Regions from separate parts of the Callithrix jacchus genome. Here region 1 is linked to region 2. The links are chromatin contacts, called in public Hi-C maps. All regions are on one chromosome and are shown on one strand. Each heading gives the region's core, a stretch centred on a gene start, on an enhancer-like site or on the middle of the called end of the contact. The rest is flanking DNA. Distances are from core to core; before and after follow the strand shown. Region 1 holds the start of RHOG (ras homolog family member G). Region 2 overlaps STIM1 (stromal interaction molecule 1).

Evidence for each region. A called contact is a pair of places that touch in the nucleus more often than the background predicts.
Region 1: a Hi-C map of skeletal muscle shows a contact between it and region 2, with 3 times the contacts expected there. The contact joins the promoter of RHOG here to the enhancer-like site in region 2. A contact is called at or near these places in 3 of 3 Hi-C or Micro-C datasets (induced pluripotent stem cells and skeletal muscle).

Annotation. Positions count from the first base shown.
Region 1 is chr10:69,266,317-69,269,912 of calJac240_pri, forward strand. It overlaps RHOG (ras homolog family member G), which reads right to left and starts at 2,270. Exons shown (of 3, transcript XM_009007510.5): 1 at 2,205-2,270; 2 at 1,468-1,548.
Region 2 is chr10:69,512,684-69,516,892 of calJac240_pri, forward strand. STIM1 (stromal interaction molecule 1) reads left to right here. Exons shown (of 14, transcript XM_078340350.1): 7 at 2,556-2,733. Among named protein-coding and RNA genes, the nearest start is that of RRM1, 29 kb to the right of the region's middle. Within about 2 kb of position 1,553, at least 3 of the 16 cell types and tissues checked have an H3K27ac peak or open chromatin away from gene starts, as enhancers often do. A contact at or near this core is called in skeletal muscle, where this site is marked.

The sequences.
Region 1 (3,596 bases), core at 1,020-3,519, 250 kb before region 2:
GTAGCTGGAATTACAGGCATGTGCCACCACACCCGGCTAATTTTGTATTTTTAGTACAGACAGGATTTCTTCGTGTTGGTCAGGCTGGTCTCAAACTCCCAACCTCAGGTGATCCACATGCCACGGCCTTCCAAAGTGCTGGGATTACAGGCGTGAGCCCCCGTGCCAACCTACTTCTCTTTTTTTCTAGTAGAGAGAAATGAATACAGATGACTGGAGGAGGTAGAGAGAAGCAAGATCCTCAGCATGCACCCCAAAAGCTTGAGGAAGGAGCTTTAGAGTGGAAACAAGAGTTTCCATAGTCTGGATGGACTGAAAATAAATCTGGGAGGAATTCCTGAGAAGGAATAGGGTCCTAGGTGAGATGGGAATATTAAGGATGCCTAAAAGCAGAGGAATCAGTAGAACTCTAGAGGACTTCCTGGTCACTAAGGCCCTGATGCAGAGCAGGGCATGTGGGTACACAGCCTGGGCAGGCCCCAGAAGGCAGCAGGAAAGAAGGGGCAGGCACCTTTGCCTCACCTGCTTCTTAATTCAAAACTAAAACAGTTAACACTGAAGTTAGACCAGCTATAGTCTTCCCTCCAGAATCCTGCCTTTGCCTTCTCTCTTTATTTCCATCACACCCAGCTGGTCCCATTCTTTCCACCAGGTGAGGCTGGAACTAGTAGGTACTGGAATCAGGGAACTTCAGGCTATCTCCCAGGTTCCAGGCCTGTCCCTGTAGTCAAACACCAGGTGTCAGGGTGATTTTGATTTCCCATGGCCTCTCTTACCAGTCTTACTCCTCTGTCACCCTACTCTGACTGCTACAGACTGCTTCCTCCTGCCTAACCACAACCTCACTCACTGCAGGTTCCCTTCATTATGCTGGCTTCCCTTGCTCTGGGTCCTCTCAAGGCTGAGGGCAGTTATTTTGTCTCTAAGAGATAAAGATGTAGATACACACACACACACACACGTTTTCATCTCTATCACTCGAAGGCTGCAGACTGCCTCTCAAAGATAGGGAGGTTCAAAAAGACTCTCAAACTCACTAAGTCTTCTACAGCAGATCCTGATCTCGAAGCTGCAGCTAAGTGGGTGGGAAGGAAGGAGATGGACAGAGGGTGACAGGCTGAGGATTCAAGAGCAATGAGGGGTGATGGAAGAAGCAAGGGGGTGTATGTGTGTGGGCGCCAGAGCTGGGAAGGGAAGAGATGGGATGGGGCCAGCCGCAGAGGACCAAGATGAACACGGGGCAGGGTAGGTGAAGAGAGGTCAAGGCCTAGGTATGACTATGTTTGGTGGAAGAGACTGAAAGGAATGAGAAAAGAGTGATGGCGGATTTGTGGGTAGAAACTAAAGAAGGTGTGGAGGAAGACAATAGGAGCATGTGTATAATTTTGGGCCTAAGAATGAAGAGGAAAAATGGTTCTCAATTGTCCCCAAAAGCCACAACAAAAACTTGTCAGGGACTGTCAGTACCTCTGAATGAGAGTCCTTCCACCTCCAGTCACAGGGGAAAACGAGGTTTCTCCCAAAAGAGCAAGGCCAGGCTCTGGTCAGCTAGGAAGAGCAGATGTTTACTCACTAAATACCTACTGTTTGGCTCCAGGTGAGGCTGGGACTCAGGAAAACAGACATACAGAGAACGACTGGGGTCGGCGTGGCTCCCCCCACCCCAACCCCGGTCCTCCGGAGTGCAGAAGGCCTTCGGGCTGCAGCCCGAGTGTGGGTCTAGATTAGCATCGATCTTAACGGAGAGAGCTTCGGAGGCTCTCCGAAGAGACACCGCCCCTTCTTACCCCCACAAATGTCACAAATGCCGGAGCAGAGGGCGCGCCTTCTCCAGCCCAGAAGCCCTCTCCCCTCACGCACTGCTCAACACCCCTCCAACTTCTGAGGACACCCCACCTGAGTTCCATTTCCCAGCTCTGAGCTTTTCCACTTCAGAGACACTTCTCTCGGAACCCGGGACCCTCCGACCTCAGGGGTTCCTCTCGGCTCCCGAGAGGCGGCACTACCGCCGGGAACCCACCCTCGCCGAGCCTCCGCCGGCTCGCAGTGGCCCCGTCCCCGCCCCGCCCTACTTGGACTGAGCCGAGAAGCTCCCGCCCGCGGCCTCCGCCAACTAACTCATGGGCCGGCGCCCGCGCCGAGTCCTGGGCCGGCCAGGCTCCCCTCCCCCGGACCCCTGACCGCCAACCCCGGCCCGGCCTCACCTGGTGCCCTCCCCGAGGCGGGGGAGCTGGGGGCGGCGGCAGCGGCTCCGGGCTCGAGAAGGAAGTGAGAGCGGGAGGCCGGAGGAAGTGTGGCGGGGGGGGAGGGGGGGCGGGCCGGCGGGGCGGGGGCGGGGCGGGGCGGGGCCCGACCAGGAAGTCCGAGGGCCGGTCTCCCCCTCTCCAGCCCCGTCCCGCCCCCAGCCTCGCCCCCGGCCCATTCCCGGGCTCGCCGCTTTCCCTCACACAGCCCACTGCCCCTATGGCCCGCAAGTCAGGTCTTCCAAGGTCAGGTCTCTCCGCCTCCTCCTGGCCACCCCACCCCAGCGGAGGCCCTACCCTAGGCGCTAGGCGTTGGTCCTCTTCCCCCCGTTCTGCCCCCACCAGCCTCCGCGGGAAGATGCTGAGAAAGGCGCCCTGGGCCCGGCGCCTTCAGCCAACCCCAAGGATCGAGTGGTGGCCGAGGCTGGGGCAGTCCCCACCCCTGCCCGAGCCCCGGGGGAGTGCGGGGTGGTGGTGATTCAGCAGTGGGAAGGCCCCAGACCCCTGGGGAGAGTGGGGAGACTCGGGGGTGGGGGGAGAGGAGCTGGCGTCAGCACCCAGGGGAAAGAAAAGATCAGTAGAGGCGCCGTCAGAGCCGCGGGCCCCCAAAACAGGATGTCTAGTCGTCGTTCGGCACCCAGCAGCTCCGCGTGGCCTGACTCTGAGGGGGGGCGGGGCGGACGGAGGACGTGGGGGCCCCCCTCGTCCCTGTTGTGCTGGGGTGCCCAGCTGCTTGGGGCTAAAGGGCTGCACCCAGGCCTGAGGTCCGGCTTGGGCCCTGGGGACCCGCGGGTGGGTGGGCTCGTGGGCGCCCTCTGGTGCTTCAGTTCCCAGGCCTTGCGCTTGGAGCTTTGACTTGGGAATACGCATCTTTACTTCAGCACAAAGTTTCTAAGCGCCTACTACATGGAGAGCTCCGTGCTAGGTGCTGTTAAGAAAAACAGCGTTTAAGACAGGATCCCAGGCCGGGCGCGGTGGCTCACGCCTAATCCCAGCACTTTGAGAAGCTGAGGTGAGCGGGTCACCCGAGGTCGGGAGTTCAAGACCAGCCTGATCAACATGGAGAAACCCCATCTCTACTAAAAATACAAAATTAGCTGGGCATGGTGGCGAATGCCTGTAATCCCAGCTACTCAGGAGGCTGAGGCAGGAAAATCGCTTGAGCCCGGGAGGCGGAGGTTGCTGTGAGCCGAGATCCTGCTGTTGCACTCCAGCCTAGGCAACAAAAGCAAAACTCCATCTGAAAAAAAAAAAAAAAAACGGATCCCTGTCTTCCAGAGGCTTTTCAAATAAAAAGGATTGATTTCGGGAATAAATAATTTAACTTTTCTAAGCCTCTTTGGTAAAATAGAA
Region 2 (4,209 bases), core at 303-2,802:
TTGCTTGTAACAAAACAGAAACAATATTTGCTGTGTGAATATGAAAGTTGTAATGAGGAAGTGTGGTGTAGCAGAAAGACAATGTAGTTGGGTAAATCTGGATTTAAACCCAGCTGTGTCACTTTTTATGAACTCTAGCAAGTCAGTATCCCTTACAGAATCTCAGTTTTTTGGTCTACAGAATGGGAATACTAATAACCTATTTTACCTAGTAGTTGTGAGGATAAGAAATGATGAATATAAATTCCTGATAGGTTTTATATTTTCTCTATTTCCCTTCCTTTTTTGTATGGATTAAGGGAAGGGAGATATTATTGTACTTGAAGCTTGTTAGTAAAGAATCAATCCTTCTAAGATTTATTGAATGACTTCTGTATGCTGGTTGATGTTATACACTGTGCACTGGCATATATAGTCCAGTGATGATCACTAGGAACCTTAAAGAGTAAATCAACCATGTTAGACGCATCTTCTTCCTACCAGGCTTGGTAGCTCATGGATGTGGCCTGTAATATTTCTGGACTTTAGCTATGCATTTGACAAGGCAGAGGATTGGATAGGATGGATATTTGTATATTTAAGTAGAGTCAAAACTGGTTGGAGGAATCCAGTGGGTACTGATAGGTGATAGAAACAATATTACCTTAGAGGGAGGGACTCACTGTTAGACCTTATCCTTGGCCTTGGTTATTCAGTATTCTTATTCATGACTTGGATGAGAATATGAAGCTGGGAAAAATAATAGATCTGATTCCAAATTGACCTGGATAAGGTAGAATAAGAAACCAAATGAAATTACTGGGCCCAATTTGCATGCCCACCTTAAGTACTCTGAAGTATTGGAATAGGGGAAGGTGCTTGTTGCATGGAGTCTTGTTTGAACAAGGATACCGTTGACTTTTGGTAAGAATATAAAGGGGATATTGAAGTTGAGAAACCCTAGGAAACAAAGATTAAAAGTCCTTAACAAATAGGGGAGACGAAGAGTACCCCAGGCTCTGGTAGTGGTTGTGGAGGAGGCAGGTATGTTCTAGAAAGGAAGGCAACTCACTGTGCTGCAGAAATATCTCCTCTTGGAACCTGAAAGACAGGAGAGTGAGGGCTTGAGTATGGCTAGACTTGTAGCCTGCCTGGAGGCTAGGGGATAGCCACTAGAGGACCCTCAGTTTTCTTTCAGAGAGCCTGGAATAAACATATGAGTGACATGGCCACCACTCTGACCTAGTAACTCCCCTCCCTTGAGTGGAAATAGGATGTGTTAATCTGTCTTTGGTCCCATCTCATCCTCATTTTCTGCTGTTTAGCCTTTCTGTAAGGAGCTATAATATTAACTCTTTTTGTCAAATATGGGCATCAGTATCATATGGTTTCTTTTTCTGGTGTCTTGACCCTCCCTTAACTTGGTGGCTCTACCTGGGTCCTTTTGGATTTCCACCGGCCCCATATCCTTACTCTGTCCAAGGATCATGCCAGTCTTACCTCCTCCTTAGCTGTCTAAGGGCAACTTACTGTACACAGTTATGTCATTAGCCCTGGCAAAAACTCTTTTTTTCCTCTTTCCCTGACTCTCACATCTAGGGCTCCTCTGAGCCCACAGCACGACCTAGACAGAGAATTTCTGTCTCCTGACAGCCGTCTCCTTATAATGCCCCTTTCAAGTCTCTTGTGCTGTGGCACAGAGCCCAGATCTGGTACACCAGGAACAATGTTAGTTTCAGAAGTGCCTCTGTCCTGACTGGCTAAGTTTTTAGGATATGGCTTTTGCTTTTTATCTTTTGGTGTCTTTTTTTTGTTTAGCATTTAAGTTTTGCTCTGGACACTGGGCGTTCTTTGAATCCCAACTGATGGCTGGGGCCCTTGTGCTTCACTGAATTGCTACCAGGTGTTCTCTGGAAATAGCACTGGCCCTCAATTGTTGATAGGTATAATGTCTCATCATACCAATCTCTTGATGCTATCCTGTTCTACCTAGTCTCTGGATTTTACAATAGCCTAGAAATGTTCTCCATTGGTTGAGACTTCTGGACCTTTCCCTGATCTGTGCCAAGAATGGCCTGGTAGTCCAGGAGACCTAGTTCCTATAGTGATTTCAGTCCTATAGCCAGACCTGAGGCTCTGGTGACGTTGCTTTATATCCTTTATACCAGCCATCTCCATTTACCTGCTGTAGCACTTAAGAATTGCCTACCCTGTAGGACGGAAGACACTACATCTGGGCATATGGGCTCATCCTAGCCGAGAGATGGCTGAGGTATATTGAGAAGGCACTGGTTCTCTCGTCTTCACTGCATCTTATGGAAGTGTGATTTAATAAGCATTTCGTATTGCTATAAGGCTTCTCATTTCTAAACAAAGCCTTGGCTAGCAGAGAGACAGACACAGAGCTTACTATAATAGTGTATGGCAAGTATGTGTCTAAGAAGAGAAACTAAATCCTCCTCAGTGGGAAAGTGTGTCTGTCATGGAGGGCTTCATAGAGGAGGGATGCAGTGGAGTTTGCAAGGCTAAGTGTGCAGTGGGCACCCTGACTCACCATGTCCTCCCCTCTCTGGCAGTGACCCGCCATAATCACCTCAAGGACTTTATGCTGGTGGTGTCTATCGTTATTGGTGTGGGCGGCTGCTGGTTTGCCTATATCCAGAACCGCTACTCCAAGGAGCACATGAAGAAGATGATGAAAGACTTGGAGGGGTTACACCGAGCTGAGCAGAGTCTGCATGACCTTCAGGAAAGGTAAGGCCCTGCCCCTCCAGGAAAGGTAAGGCCCTGCCATCTCTTGGGAACCTCCCATTTCCACCTGGGTATTAGCCACTCGGACCCTGAGACCTTGCCAACATGGCAGCCCAGGCTGTGTCATCCTTCCAAAAGTGTATTGCAACTCTAGGGTGATATTCCAATTATCCTGGGCAGTTATTCCTCCTGGGAAGAAGCTTGTTTCTATCTTTTTTGCTTCTTAGCTTCAGAGGGAGGAATGTGTAGCTGCCAGAGGTCTTGAGCTTCCCATCATTTGTTAGGAGGTCATTCTAACTTCATCCTGTCTCTGGACTGCTTCTCTTAGCATATAAATAGATATAATTAATTGTTCTTTACTGTTCCCCAAAGAAACTTCACAGACCTTCCTTCTTACTGTCCTTAGTTCTTTCTTACATGGAATCTAAATCTGATCAACACTGACTTGCTGTATGACTTTGGTTAAATCTCTTTCCCTCCCAGGACTTATGTCCTCATTGGTAATATGAAGGGATTGACCTAGGAGAATGCTAAACTCTCCTTGGAGAACACTTCTAACTCAGATGGTCTGGGATTCCGTTGAAATAAAATATGACTTCAAAACTATGGCGGAAGATTTGGCTGTGAAAAGAGTGCCAGTCAGTCAGTCAGTCAGTCAGTCAGTCAGTCAGTGTGCTTCCTGACATCTAGGAACCAGTTTTATGATGGCAGTTGTAAGAAATTCACTGTTCCTGGGCCGGGCGCAGTGGCACACACCTGTAATCCCAGCACTTTGTGAGCCCGAGGCGGGCGGATCACGAGGTCAAAAGATCGAGACCCTCCTGGCCAACATGGTGAAAACCCATCTCTACTAAAAATACAAAAATTAGCTGGGCGTGGTGGTGTGCACCTGTAGTCCCAGCTACTTGGGAGGCTGAGGCAGGGGAATAGCTTGAACCCGGGAGGCGGATGTTGCAGTGAGCCGAGATCACACCACTGCACTCCAGCCTGGTGACAGAGTAAGACTCCATCTCAAAAAAAAAAAAGGGTGGGGGGAAGAAATTCACTGTTCATGAGGAAACAAAATTTACACACCCACAAGAAGCAGCTGTGAGAGCACACTTAATACAGACTCAGTTCCAGACTCAGCTAATAGGATAAGAACTCTAATGACTAGAAAGACAAAGAGGTGGATGAGTGGATGTGGGACTCTGAGGAGGTGGCCTTGAAAGATGGGTGGGGAGGTCCTGGGTGTTAAGATTGAGTGTAAAGGGTGGGGCCAGATCCCTGGGACCTTAAGATGCATGTGAGGAAGTTAGTTTGATGCAGAAAGCAAATCAGGTTTTTTTGGTGTTTGTTTTCAAGAAGAGGAGAGACTTATTCAGGATTGTCTTTTAGAAAAATTCTGGAAGCATAGGGACTCTAGTTGGGAAGTCTTTGCAGGAATCCATGTAAAAGGAAATGAAGTCTTGTCTTTGCATTTATTTCTATTTATTATTA